Linked DNA regions of Mus musculus: region 2 is linked to region 1. A link is a contact called in public promoter capture Hi-C data. All regions are on one chromosome and are shown on one strand. The core of a region is the stretch at or near the end of the contact, and the rest is flanking DNA. Distances in the headings are between cores, read along the strand shown. Region 1 holds the start of Lgi1 (leucine-rich repeat LGI family, member 1). Region 2 holds the start of Cc2d2b (coiled-coil and C2 domain containing 2B).

What was found. Promoter capture Hi-C pulls out the DNA fragments that hold promoters and counts their contacts.
Region 2: a promoter capture Hi-C map of hippocampal neurons shows a contact between it and region 1, with 5 times the contacts expected there. A contact is called at or near these places in 2 of 39 promoter capture datasets (hippocampal neurons and liver).

The regions. Positions count from the first base shown.
Region 1 is chr19:38,261,835-38,268,562 of GRCm38.p6, forward strand. It overlaps Lgi1 (leucine-rich repeat LGI family, member 1), which reads left to right and starts at 2,853. Exons shown (of 8, transcript NM_020278.3): 1 at 2,853-3,263; 2 at 3,741-3,812. The coding sequence starts at 3,049. Gm32771 (a long non-coding RNA gene) reads right to left here. Exons shown (of 6, transcript XR_003952844.1): 4 at 6,267-6,347; 5 at 5,025-5,080; 6 at 2,700-2,902. It overlaps Gm32491 (a long non-coding RNA gene), which reads left to right. Exons shown (of 3, transcript XR_386684.3): 3 at 749-828.
Region 2 is chr19:40,746,146-40,752,873 of GRCm38.p6, forward strand. It overlaps Cc2d2b (coiled-coil and C2 domain containing 2B), which reads left to right and starts at 2,672. Exons shown (of 35, transcript NM_001376940.1): 1 at 2,672-2,743.

The DNA.
Region 1 (6,728 bases), core at 1,603-4,102:
ATCTTGGTGGGCGTTTTAATTGAGTAAGGAATTCAAGTCTGGGCTTTAAATGCCATAGAAAAAGAAAAAGTTACTGTCTTTTCAAAATGCCCATTGTAGTTTGTCCTTAGTGTCCTTCCCCACCCCCCCCCAAGTGGTCCTTTCTCCGTTTGAACTGACAGACAAACTGAGCTGAGCTGAGCTGCAAGCGGATGGTAGGGATTTAGTTTCTTACTGTCATGCATTCTCTTCCTGGCTTTTCCACACCAAAAAAGAAAGACAAAAAGAAAGAAAGAGAGAGGGAGGGAAGAGGGAAGGAGGAAGGAAGGGAGGGAGGGAGGGAGGGAGGGAGGGAGGGAGGGAGGGAGGGAGGGAGAGAGGGAGGGAGAGAGGGAGGCTGCTTGGCTGTCAGGGAGCCCAAAGCCAAGGGCTTGTCAATCTTGATATCTGGTTGTATCTGAGAGGCTATCCTAGGGAGGGAATATCCTGTTTGACCCCGTTGGTTGTTTGAATCACCTATTTACCATTGTTTTGTGTCATACAGGGTAATGGCTCTGTCAACAGGTGTCTGTGTGGGGGCTCAGTGCCTCAGTTTCCCCATCAAAATATAATATGCAGGGGTTGGATCCAAGATCTAAGGTCCATGAAGACGTTCAAGGCCACTGTGTCGTGGTTAACAAAAGTTATTAAAAATCAGGGAATTAAGAGAGCGGCAATTTGAATAAAATGACGGTATAAAATCCTCACCGTGTAATCTCCTTATATGCAGAGAGATCCCATCCTGCACTTGCAGAAGGATTCAATTTTTAAAAGATTCAACTTGTGGCCACCTTTGAAGTGATACATTACTGGTGAGCTGAGGCTTGCCCACGGGTCTGGGTTTCCGAGAACAGTCTCTTTCATCCACAGTGGTAACACAGTCCATTTTACAGGCAGGGCTTCTCTAAGACCTGTCTTTTTGAAACATGCACCAGGAAAGAATTTCTGCTTAAAGCAGCAGCAGCAGCATCCTATGGCTCGGCAGAGCACCCCAGGCTTTGCACAAGCTGTTCCCTCCTCGCTCCTTCACTGTTTCTTCATAGAAGTGTGCCCTGACCTCTCCGACCAAGGCAAGTCCCTTTATTATAACACTGTGGGGCAATTTGAAGTATATTAGGTGAATATATGATTACTGCATGTGAATAGACCATGCATTGTCCAACGAGCTCCTACAGGCACGTTGGATACCCCCACCTTGTACACAGTGAATGCTGGCCCTGGTTTGCAGCAGTTTCCACTTCCATGAAGCTTTTAATCCTCTCGAATCAACATTATCACCACCACCATCATCATCCTCATCCCAGCAATCCAATAAGAGTGTGAACATGACTAACACTGCCCTCCTCTCACAAAGCCAATAGAGTTAAAGGAGCCATTGAGCCCGGAGTCAGTTGTAACACCTACCTGTAATCCCACAACTTTGGAGGCTGAGGCAGAAAGAACAAAACCTAAGATCATCACAGGCTACATAGACAGACAGCAAGGCTCTTTTTTTTTTTTTTTTTTTAAGCCAACAAACAAAAGGAGTTCACTGAAGTTGGCCTAGGGTCAGCTACAAGGGGCGGGGGGGGGGGGGGGAGAATGGCAAGGCAAAGACCTCTGATAAGGGTGGCTTTGTCTCATAAAGGCACGGGTACTCGAACAATTCATTTTATACGTTCAATTTTTAAAAGCAAGAAAAGGAAGGACCGTGCTTGACTTACCAGAGTGGCTATGCCACCATGAGGGATGGCCGCCATCAGCTTGGTCAAAGGACATTCTTTTCTACTGTCCTAAGGATATTTTCACTCTCTGGGGCTGGACAACCTCACAGCCAAGGTCACACTATTTTGATTTTGTCCTTAAACAAACTTCCCTTTCCAAGAGAGTGTCTTCTTCTTCCCTATGATATATGCCAATAAGAGCCTGTGATTTTTATTTGGTTCCCACAGTCATGAGGAGACCATCTGTCCTATCGTCTCTATCATCCCTAATGTCCCCACTCTACAGGCAGGATAGCTCCCTTGTCTGTAAAAATCCGCTCTTTCCAGATGACCTGGGATCTCCAAGTGGGGTCTCTAGCTTACTCTAGCACTTCACTTTATTGCAGCCTGCTGGGTGAGCCAGACCCAGTTTCAAAGCCCCAGGAAGCTGGAGTTGGCTGCCTCCTGCTGGCAGGGAGTACGTTCCAGCCTTTTAGAAGGAACACTGCCAAAGAAGGGAGAGCAAGAAGGGAGGAGACTGGATTATACACAGGGGCGGCTTACCATTCTGTCGCCTCCCTGTCGTGGAGGGAGGAGTGGGCTGTGCAAGGTGGTGGGGGATTATGAAAATCAATAATTTGTAATAGTTGATAAGTGTCAGAGAAGTATTCAGTCACACTGTATTCCCCTGAAATTGACAGTCTCCGTGTGTTCACGGGTTTTTCATTCAACGGTGGCATCAACCAGGTGGGCTCTGCCAGGGAAGGCACGGATTTAACAGCAGACAGCTTCATTTAACTTCCTCTTCCCAGCCAAGACTGTCCCCCAAGCTAGTTTTTCTTACTAGGCTGTTTGCTACATGAAGAGCAAATTCCCAGAGGTTCCCGAGATTGCCCACATCCTATGCTAAGATGCTATGCCCCACCGCCCGCCCGCCCACCCACCCACTAATAAGACATAATGCCGTCCTATTTTTGGTAACAATTAAAGGGCCTCCCGGTGAAAGCAGAAAGCTGTTTATTTTCTGTTACATCACTTCGCTTGCCTTCGAAGACTGGTCTGTGCTCAGTGTTTTCTGTGAAGTGAGTCGGCTCTCTTCCTCCAGCAGTTGGCTCGCTCCCACCTCGCAGCACCTCACAGGTCTCTTCCCCCAGCAGTGCGCTGCCTGAGCGAGGAACAGCTCACGAATCAGCTGGAGGTCCCTGTTTTGAAAAAAAAAAAAAAAAAAAAAAAAGCAGATAGAGAAGCAGAGAAGGGTGGACTCCTATGTGACCTGTTCTTAGAGCAAGACAATCAGCAGCTGAATTCCAGAAGCCCTGTTCATGTGTGGGGATATTCTCTCGACTGCATGGAATCAGAAAGCAGCAGAAGGATGGGAAATGCCTGCATTCCCCTGAAAAGAATTGCCTATTTCCTATGCCTCTTTTCTGTGGTTTTGCTGACTGAGGGGAAGAAACCAGCGAAGCCAAAATGCCCTGCCGTGTGTACTTGTAGCAAAGATAACGCTTTATGTGAGAATGCGAGATCCATTCCACGCACCGTTCCTCCTGATGTTATCTCACTGTAAGGCCCGTAAGCATTTTGATATCTAATTTACAATTTAAAAGAAAAAATCCAGCTGGTGGATTTGGGGGTTTGTATGTATTCTGAGAGGGGCATGGAGCTCGTGAGACAGATTCCTCTTGCATGCCTGACCATTTGACAGCACTAACATTTTCCTGCATTTAAAATTTGTGATTTTTTGATAAGCTGCTAGTGATCATGCTTAGTTAGCCCCCACCCTGGACATTATCCGGAGGCACCTGGAGCAGGCTTCTCTTTCTCTCTCTCTCTCTCTCTCTCTCTCTCTCTCTCTCTCTCTCTCTCTCTCTCTCTCTCTCGCTTCCTCTAGGAAGGGACAGAATCGTACTTTATAAAATAGTGGGGGAATATAGCAACTGTTATGGTAAATTGGATTAACATAAGATCTATTCTCTGTGTGTGTCTCTTTGTGTGTGTGTCTGTTTGTTTTGTGTGTGTGTGTGTTTTGTTTTCTTTCAGATCCTTTGTGAGATCTGGTTTTACTGAAATCTCAGAAGGGAGTTTCTTATTCACACCATCGCTGCAGCTCTTGTGAGAAACATTTATATAATGACTATTTTTAATATGGCATGTATTCGGATAAGCCTTCTAGTAAAACGAGCTTAATATTGTTTCTGTTGAATGTGATGATGCTTCTGAAAGGGGCGAGAACATGGGTAAAGCGGGAGATAGATGGGTTATTTGTAACTTCACATCCACCATAAAAGTTGATTCTTTAAATTCAATTACCTGTGATGCTGTCTAGCTTAATGGCTATTTGTGAAGTTGTTGGGACGATGCAACAAGAATACTAATTTTGATGATCTTACTTTCATTTTTAACTTGGGGAACTTCGGTTATTTTGCGCTGGAGTTCTTGGGTTTGTCAATTCAGAGCCCAGCATCACATATGCACTCAAGATGTTGTCTCTTGGGGATCTGGGGCAGACTATGTCTCTGTATGATTTACCATGTGGGGAGAAAAAGAGAGAGGAAAAAAAACACCCTTGGTTCTTTCTAGGTAATTTCTTAAAATACGAATTCTCAAGAGGCTGCTTTCTAATTTATAACTAGTCCCCTCACAGCAAGGAAAAGATGATATTAATACAGCAAATACTCCTTGTTCTATGTTTTGAGATGGCCACAAGGGAGCCACATATTCAGTCCATGCCTGAAAAATATTCAAAAATAGCACTGGACTAGGAAATCAGACCTCTTTACAGGGATAATGAAATATGTATAATTTGTTCTGATGAATAATGTTTGGCAACTGGAGCCTAGTTCTTCATGGGTATCACATGAGAGTCAAGGGGTCTCTGGTGCTCCAGCATCAATCATAGATTAGCAGACAGACACTTCCAAAACAGACACAGTCGACTGTCCATATGCTGAATTTGAGATATCTTACTTAACTGTGTGATTAAGATCCAAGCTTTTAATTTATTTGCTTTCTAGATTTATATTTGTTTCCTTGCCATCCATGCTTAGCCATTGTGTTTATGCATGGGCAAACACTGTGCATTTGAAGTTGAAGAGTCCTGTGTTCGAATCTCACCCCACTAATCTCATCACACTAATCACTGGAATGTTGCCATGTGGTCTTGTTCAGACCAGCTCTCCCTCTCCCTCTTCTCCCCTCAGCTTCCTTATCTACAAAATGGAAATGATAAGACATATTTTTGAAGTGTTGTGATCAGAGAGAAATAAAAATTTAAGTATTAATTTTTTTAAAAAAAAGGGTCTCACATAGTTCACGCTGACTGACCTTGCCAAGAGCTCTGCTGGTCTTCAGCTTCTGATGTTCTCCCCTTTTCCTCCCCACTGCGGAGATCAAAGGTGTGAATCACTACAAGCAGCTTTAGATCAAGCCCAAGATGTGGGGGTACTGGCCTTGGCAAAGTCTTACATGTTTTTATAAAGGCTGTAGCTTTAATTTTTCTACATCAAGATAAAATGCTAAAAGTTACTTAATATATTCTGTGGTCTGTCAGAAATCCTACAACTGGCTTGACTGTTTGATTGCCGTTACAAACTTGATCAGGTGTTTTGACATTATGTAACAAGGTTTCTTACTGTCCTTTCCTGCCTAAGGCTTTTGGTTGATTGCAATTAAGTACAGAGTTCCTAAGGGTTTATTTATCCGTTTGATTACAGGAAGTGTTAACATGTCAAAGAAAAAAACATGTTTAAACAGGTTTTATAATTCAGAAAGGGGCAATGTCTATAAATCTGGGCTCCTTCTACAGACTGTGCTGATCCTGAGAAAACGATCAGTTTTGCTTACACTATTTATTGGTCATATAAATGGCTTGTTTAAAATGCGCTTTTTAAAAAAAATGTGCTAAGGCAACTGGGATAGTCCAATGAATCCTTAACTTTCAAGACCTCTCAGTCCCCCAGTGCTCTCTCGATCTGACACAAGGTGGACATTGGCTAGACGCTGGAAACCTGGCCTGTACTCTACTTTCTTTCTGTTGGGTAGACTCAGCCACTCTGAGCACAGGTGCCAGGCAATGTCATAGAAATAGTCCCCGGCTGCTGTAGGGCAGTGGGATTTCACGTATTTAGAATCACAGAGGGAAGCCAAGAGCCTGGTTTTAAATAGCCCACACTGAGTGTGTGCCATGCCCCGCTGTCCCATGCTCTGAGTTCCTATGGAACATTCCAGCCCTTATTTCTAAAAGCAGTTCAGGTTTCAGAAGTAACAATGGAGCCAGTAGTTCTGTCCTGTATGTCCTTCATTACCTCATATTGCTGACCTCAGCAGAGTAGATTTGGCCATTCCGATTTTATGCAAAACCACAAAGTTTGTGCATAAGCTCCAAGACCACGTTTTTAAGGACTTTGTTTCCCATGCAACCTGCCCCATGTTCTCTGCTTCCTCATATGCTCAGGAAAAAGCCAAATGAAAGCATTTTTCACTAAGTAAGAAAATCAGTGACTCTGGCATGCTATGACTGCAGACAGAATGTTCTGCAGACAGAAAGAAACCCTACCTGCTACCAACCTGCCATTGGAACAGGAAGTCCCAGGTGTCACTAGCATTGTGTGGTGTTGGCAACAAATTCTAGAGCATAGATCTGTGTATCTGTGAAGAGAACAACTTTAGGATCAATTCTGCTGCGTCTTTGTTGAAGGCAGTTGGCTTCTTTGTTTGGCTAGAACATGAAATGGCTGGTTCCAGTTAGGTGTGGTGGTGCAGCCCTGTCATTGTAGTGTTGCTTGAGAGGTCTGAGACAGGAGGATCTAGAGTTTGAAGCCAGCCTTCATTCAAAGAAAGAGAAAGAAGGAGGAATCTAGGATGAGGCACTCCATCCCTGTCACCCACTCTTACAATCTGGTACTCTGGTTCTGGTCCCAGGTGCTTCCTCGGACCTTCTCTAAGCTAAGAGGGATGCTGAGGACTGTGGCTGGCTGTGCGGCAGGCTACACTGGAGAACAAGAGAAACAAAACCCATGCTCTATTAGA
Region 2 (6,728 bases), core at 1,422-3,921, 2.5 Mb after region 1:
TTATGAATATTATGAAAATATGAATATTAGAATATCTTCTTTTAACAAAATATTCAGAGAATAAAATCAAAGCTGAGAAATTCAATAGGCTCATACAAGATGACCAAAAAAAAAAATGGAGGGCTCTATAAATAAGTTCTGAATATTTAGATTTGAGAGAGAGGCCCCAGCTTTAATTCACTCCACGCCTGCTAAGGACCCATGGTAGCATTCTGCTTTGTTGCAGGACAAATCTTTGCTGTGACATCACCCCGTGTGCTACAGTTTGTCCCTGTCATTGTAAAACTCTGGCTTTGTCACAGAAAAGCTTTAAGAAATGGACAGATGGACAGGGGTCAGGACAGGCCTGCCTAGACTTGAAGATTCTGGTTCTGCTGGACATGGATGTAATGTGGGGGGGAGGGGTGGGGGGGATACGTCTTCCATGTGGTGACACTGTCAGAACAGAGCTAGTACCTCAGATGTAGTGGTCAATATTAGCTGTCAATCCGACAGGGTCTGCAATCTCCTAGGAGACAAGCTAGTGAGAGACCGTCTAAATGAGGCTCACCAGTTTTCTAGATAGGGTTAATTGAAGTGGGCAGGCCAACCCTGAGTGCAGGTGGCAATACCGTCCTATGGATGGCAGCACTGGGCTAAACAAAAAGGCTTTCTCTGTGCACAGAAGACACTGTAGACGACTTCTCAGTAACTATTGCTGCCTTGGATGATTGCCTGCCTGCCTGCCTGCCTGCCTGCCTGCCTGCCTGCCTGTGCAGATGTCTTTCTAATTCTTTGCCAAGAAATTAAAAATGTTCTATGAAATCTGATCTGTAGCTAGAGCAGTTAAAAAAATATATTATAGCCTGAATCAAAACAGTTCTGCATGTGAGATTAGACCACTAGTTTGAAATATCTACTGGATGTCAATTCTTACTCCGACTCCCTCCCCTCTGATAGGAAATGCTCTTTAACCTTGAAAATATTTAGAATTCCTCAACATCTGTTCGATAAACTCTTTGGTAGGAGATCTTGAATCCTACATTATCTTGACTTAGGTATTTGGACCCATATACTTAATGCTTAGGTATAATAGCAATAATACATTGTAGCACACACACACACACACACACACACACACACACACACACACCATGTGTACTTTTAAAAAATGCATAGCACTGGTTGATAATCCTGGAAATTAAATGTTCTTAAAGTTCATCATATTCTGTGATGCTTGCAACATGCAGACATTTCCCATTTAATCCGTGACATCAGTATGTAAGGGAAACACTCTTGACTCTGCTTTCTGACTCTGCTGTTGGACTGTAGAGATGGCCTGGCCCCTAAGGGCTAAGCTCACAACCCAAACGACAAGAATCTACCACCATTGCTCTTAAATTGCTATACCAGATGAGCCCTAGACAACAAGGATTTTATTTGGAATGAGAATTTGTCCAAATAAATTTTGAGGCGTGGACACAGTTAACAGTAAGTCGTTTTTTGTTTGTTTGCTTTTTCAGATAATGAGGCAAGTGGAACTTCTGAGTTCGTTCCCTTGTGCCGCAGGGTCTCTACCTCGCCTGGGCAGTCACCTTTGCAGCTGCTCTATTTCCCTACGTCCCTTTTCTCGAGGCCCGTTAAGTTTTAAAGACCTCCTAAGTGTCTTCAGAATCTCAGGCTAACGGCTCAATGGGGCGGACACAGAAAGAGGTTCATAAAAACAGCATATTGGAATGAAGGGACACACATCACTGTGCTCAGCCCCACTTGCAAACTCCCAACTGTATCAGTTCTGTTTAGGTCATCATTATTTTAACAAGGAACAAAGAGGCTTGCAGGGTGGGGACATACCGCTGTTTGATTTGTTTATTCATTTACTGCCTGCGATGGTGCGTTCGTGGTGTAGGTCGGCTTGCGGAGGCCACAGTGTGACGCTGGTTGTCTTCTGCCATCATACTACACTTTATTTGCTGAGACTTTGCTCTCTTCTGGAACCCAGAGCTTGCCCTGGGGGATTCCTGCGGCTGTCTCCACACTTGCCTGGCCTTACGTGGGTTCAGGGAATCTTAACTTCACTGACATTACAGTCTATGTGCTGAGCCATCTCCCCAGCCCCAAACTACCACTACTTCTCCTTCATAGATTTATTTTATTTTTAATTATGTTTCTATGGGTGTGGGAGGATATGTATATGTGTGAATGCAGGTGCTAGCCAGGCCAGAAGAGGGCATCAGGAGTTACAGGCAGGCGGTTGTGGGCCACCTAACTGGGTGCTGGGACGCGGGCCTCTGTAAGGGCAGTAAGTGCTCCTCATCGCTTGCTCTCCAGCACCCAGCCCAAGACTTAAAAGATATTAAATTTGTGACACGAATTGCAAGCTCTGAAAAAAAAATTGTTTGCACTGAGGGCTGTGGCATGGGGCCAGACACCAGTCTCTTGAAATGAAAAGCATCCACACTGCGCACCCGCTCTCCTGTCCCCTCTCCGTGGCGTGGCGCATGCAGTTCTTAAGCCGCCACTAACCCCCACCCCAAAGGGAGGGGCAAGAGAGGCCCGAGGGATGCGGGGGGGGGGGGGAGGGTTAGCTCAGGTGCACGAGGAGATCTCATGCACTGAGGCTGGATCAGAACCAGATGGCTGGGGAGGGGAGGGGCAGAGGGCAAAAACGCTCGCACTGCGCATGCTCTTCGGCTGTAGGCGTTGATAGCTGCTCAGGATCTGTCTTCACTTCCCAGACGCATCGAAAAGCAGTGTCCATCAGGTGAATGTCTTATCTCTCAAGGTCCCCATGACGGTACCAGAGTACACTGGGGATGCACCCCTCCTCTGTGCGGAATCCTGGGGCTGGGATAACAAGGCAACTAGGTGAAGTGGCAAGAGAGGGCACGGAACCGCGCCACCTGCCAGTCATCCCGGTTTTAGGAATAGGGGTGAAAACGTGTACATTTCACAGCTTCGAGGTCAGGGAGGGGTTTGGATTAAGTTCCGGTCAGAAAAATATTTCCTGAGTGGAGGAGGCTGGGCGGCTGGAGTTGAACTCTTTGCTAGGGTAAGCATTAGGACAACACCTTAGAATCAGCGGAACTACTTCAAGGTAATTTACTTCAAGCGGAACTTACTTCAAGGTAAGTACTGACAGAAGGCAGGTACAAGAGCTAGGAGAAAGTCCCTAGAAGACTACAGGATGCGAATTAGGCTCGAAATGTGGCGTGCAGTCCATTGAGAAAAGTTACAAAACTCAAAGCAAAGTGATGACCAGGAAAAAGCAGTCTTGCTTCACCCCTAGGTGGCAAGTGTGGCCCGAGGGCCCTCGCACTGAGAAGGGCCTCAGGGTTTCTCCAATTGAGACTGGAGTCCAGACCCAGAGATGGCTCTTCGACCTAGAATATAAACAGCACAGGACTCTCGCCAGTTTCACTAGACCCGGTGTCCGTGCTCCGTCGGTAATCCAGTGCACTCTGATAATTCTCAAGATCAGTTTCCAGGTAGCATCATTACATTGCCTTGGGTGTGTTAGATACAAGCCTTCAGTCCATAGGACAATCTGTGTCACCTGCACGCCTTCCTCAAACCATGCTGTAGGGCTTTGAGGGGGCAAAGGGGCAGAAGTGAAATCTTCTTGGTCTTGAGAGCACAGGGAACTTGGTTTTGATGTTTCCCAAAGATACCAGTTTACAGTTCAGAAGGTTTCTTTTCGGGCCATGCATGCATTCCTTGGGTCCTCCTGTCTCAGCTTCTCCTGTGTTAGGATTTCAGACATGCATCTCCAGCTGAGCCTGGGCCGAGATTCCCACTTCTTGATTTAGGGGGAAAAATCACAGATAAGTAAAAGATAAGAATTTCTGAACCTGTCAGGTAGTAAAATATCTGAGGGTCCTGATGCTTATTAAAGAATATGGCTGGTGGGAGGCTTTTGTTAAATTCTGCTTTTTCTGTAACCTGCTCCTAAAGGATAGTTGATGCTATGTGTTTAGTGGATTTTTATTTGGACAAAATGCAGCCCACTGTTTGAATTTTTATTGGAATATATTTTTTTTGGCACAACGTTCTAGCTCAAATAAAAGAAATTCTGAAGAACGCGACATAAGAAACACAACTGTCTGCAAGCATAACAGAGTATCATTAATAGTGTCAGGGATTGGTGCTTGCCCCGTTGGCTGGGTCTCAAGTTGGGACAGTTCTTATTGGCCATTCCCTCAGTCTCTGCTCCATCCCTGGGGCCTACATTTCTAATAGACAGGATAAATTTGGGGTTGAAAGTTTGGTGGGTGGGTTGGTGTCTCTAATGGCTCCACCGGGGTTCCTGCCTGGCTAATGGGAAGTGGTCTTGTCAAGTTCCATATCCCCAAAGTTGTGAGTCACAGCTAAGGTCACTCCCATTGATTCTTGGGTGCCTTTCTTATCCCAGTTCTCTGTCTCTCTTGGAGATGCCCCCTCCTCCTCATCTCGTCAGTTGCAGAGTTTATTTGCCTGTACGAGGGATATGTTCTTCTAGCTGGGCTGCCTTGTCTGGCCTCAGTGGGAGAAGAAGCTCCTAGCTTTGCAAAGACTTGAAGTGCCAAGGTAGGGGGATACCCAAGGGGCCCCCACCTGCTCAGAGGAGAGGGGGATGGGATTGGGGAATTAGGGGAGGGAGGCGTGATTGTGATGTAAAGTAAATAATTAAAATATTAAATTAAAAAAAAACAAAACTAGAAGTGTCGAACTGTATGACAGTGGATCCACTCAGCGAAAGAGGAAACCTACAGCCACACTGGACTGAAGTCTGTTCTAAGCAAGAACAAGGGGACATTAGTACATTTTAAGAGGTCCAGTAAGAACCCACAGAGAAGCAGGCCAGCCTGGTGGACAGAGTGAGTTCCAGGACAGCCAGAGCTGCACTGAGAAACCCTGTCATGAACAAACAAACAAGCCCAGGGAGAAACATATTTCTGGAATCACTGTTAGCTACTGAGCCATCTCTCCCTTCCTAGCATTCAGGGGTTTCTAAGTGGCAGCCAAAGAGTAAAACCTTTTACTAATACATTTGCCATCTGCTTGCTGTGGATCAAGAACTCTGGCTTCACTTGTGTTTTGGCACTGGACTTGTAGGGCATCTGATACAGAAATCGTTAATCCCCAGTTTCCTTACCCTTTAGAAGAAGGTTTCATTGCAAAAATTAATGACAATATTCTGAAAGAGAGGGTTGGCCTTCACTCACAAGCCAGCTTTGTAACAGAGAATGTCAAACTGTAGGAGTATAGCAGATATGATTTTCATCCAGCTCTGTCTTGTTGATAACCATCTGTTTATTTATCTTATGTCCTTTGTGGACTATAAATAGGCTAAAGACAGCTTTAGAGCTGTAAAAAAAAGTTTAATATTTTGAGTGCTCTGTTTTATTTTAATAAATCATTAGAGTTTTGTTATGCAGAGGTTGTTTTCTGTGGTTTATGAACAAAATTTGTAGAGGCACCAGAAACCAGGTATTTGTTTGAAGTTTATTTTATTGTGTGTTTATTGGTGTTCTGAGACAGGGTCTCCTCATGAAGAACAGTTTAGGACCTTCCTGCTTCAGCCTCCTTGATGTTAGAATTATGGGTGTGAAGCATCATGGTGGGCTTGGGGTTCATTTTAGAAGATGTTGGAGATCAAGAAGTATAGTTAAATTAGGAACTGATTTTTGTCATCTTGTTCCTGCTGTGTTTTATCTTGGCACATAAGCAGGGAGAATCTTAAGTGTCCTTAAGCCAATCATTAAAATGTCCCATCTACTAATTAAGAAAAAAAATCTAGCTAACTTGGACTTGACTCTTTTCTATTCCAAATCTACTCAGTAGTTTTACACCCTGTCCAGTCCTCTTGTCTCATATATGTCTGCTGCCAATGCTTCATTCACAGGTCCATTTCTTTTTGTTTCGTTTTGTTTTTCTTGTTTTGTTTTTTCGAGACAGGGTTTCTCTCTATAGCCCTGGGTGTCCTGGAACTCACTTTGTAGACCAGCCTGGCCTCGAACTCAGAAATCCGCCTGCCTCTGCCTCCCAAGTGCTTGGGATTAAAGACGTGGGCCACCATGCCTGGCTTCACAGGTCCATTTCTAAGTGCAGTTCTCCAGTATTGCTTTCTTGTTTAAACCACAGCTGCTGTTTATCATTTTATATAAAAACGTTAATTATTTTTTTTACATATATAAGTGTTTTGCCTTCTTTAAATATGTGCACCTCTGGCATGCAGTGCCTGTGGAGGCCAGCAGATCCCTGGAACTGGAGTTACAGAGGACTGTGAGCTGCCATGTGGGTGCTGGGAATCGAACCTGGTCCTCTGCAAACGTAGCAGGGCTTTTAACCTTTGGGCCCCTCTGGTATGTGTTATTAGGACTATTAAAAGAGTTCTGCCTCTGTGAAATGTATCTATAGTTGGTCATTTTTTTCTACTCTTACTGTTGCCATGTAACTGAATTCCTATATATTTTGAAAATTTAAAAGATGATATGCTATTTTTTTCTACCATCTTAGGGTGTATTTATAACATATTTAGTTCCAGCATTCAGGAGACAGAGATAGGTGGATCTCTGTGAGTTTGAGGCCAGCCTCATCTATATAGTGAGTTCTTCCAGGCCAGCCAGGACTACAGAGTGAAATCCTGTCTCAAAACAGAACAAAACTGAAAACCAGCCAAACAAAAAAACCTTATCATATAGGTAACTTTTATATGTATCTTGTATACTCTGTAATGGAGAAGCTTTCTAACTTGTGTCTACAATTGT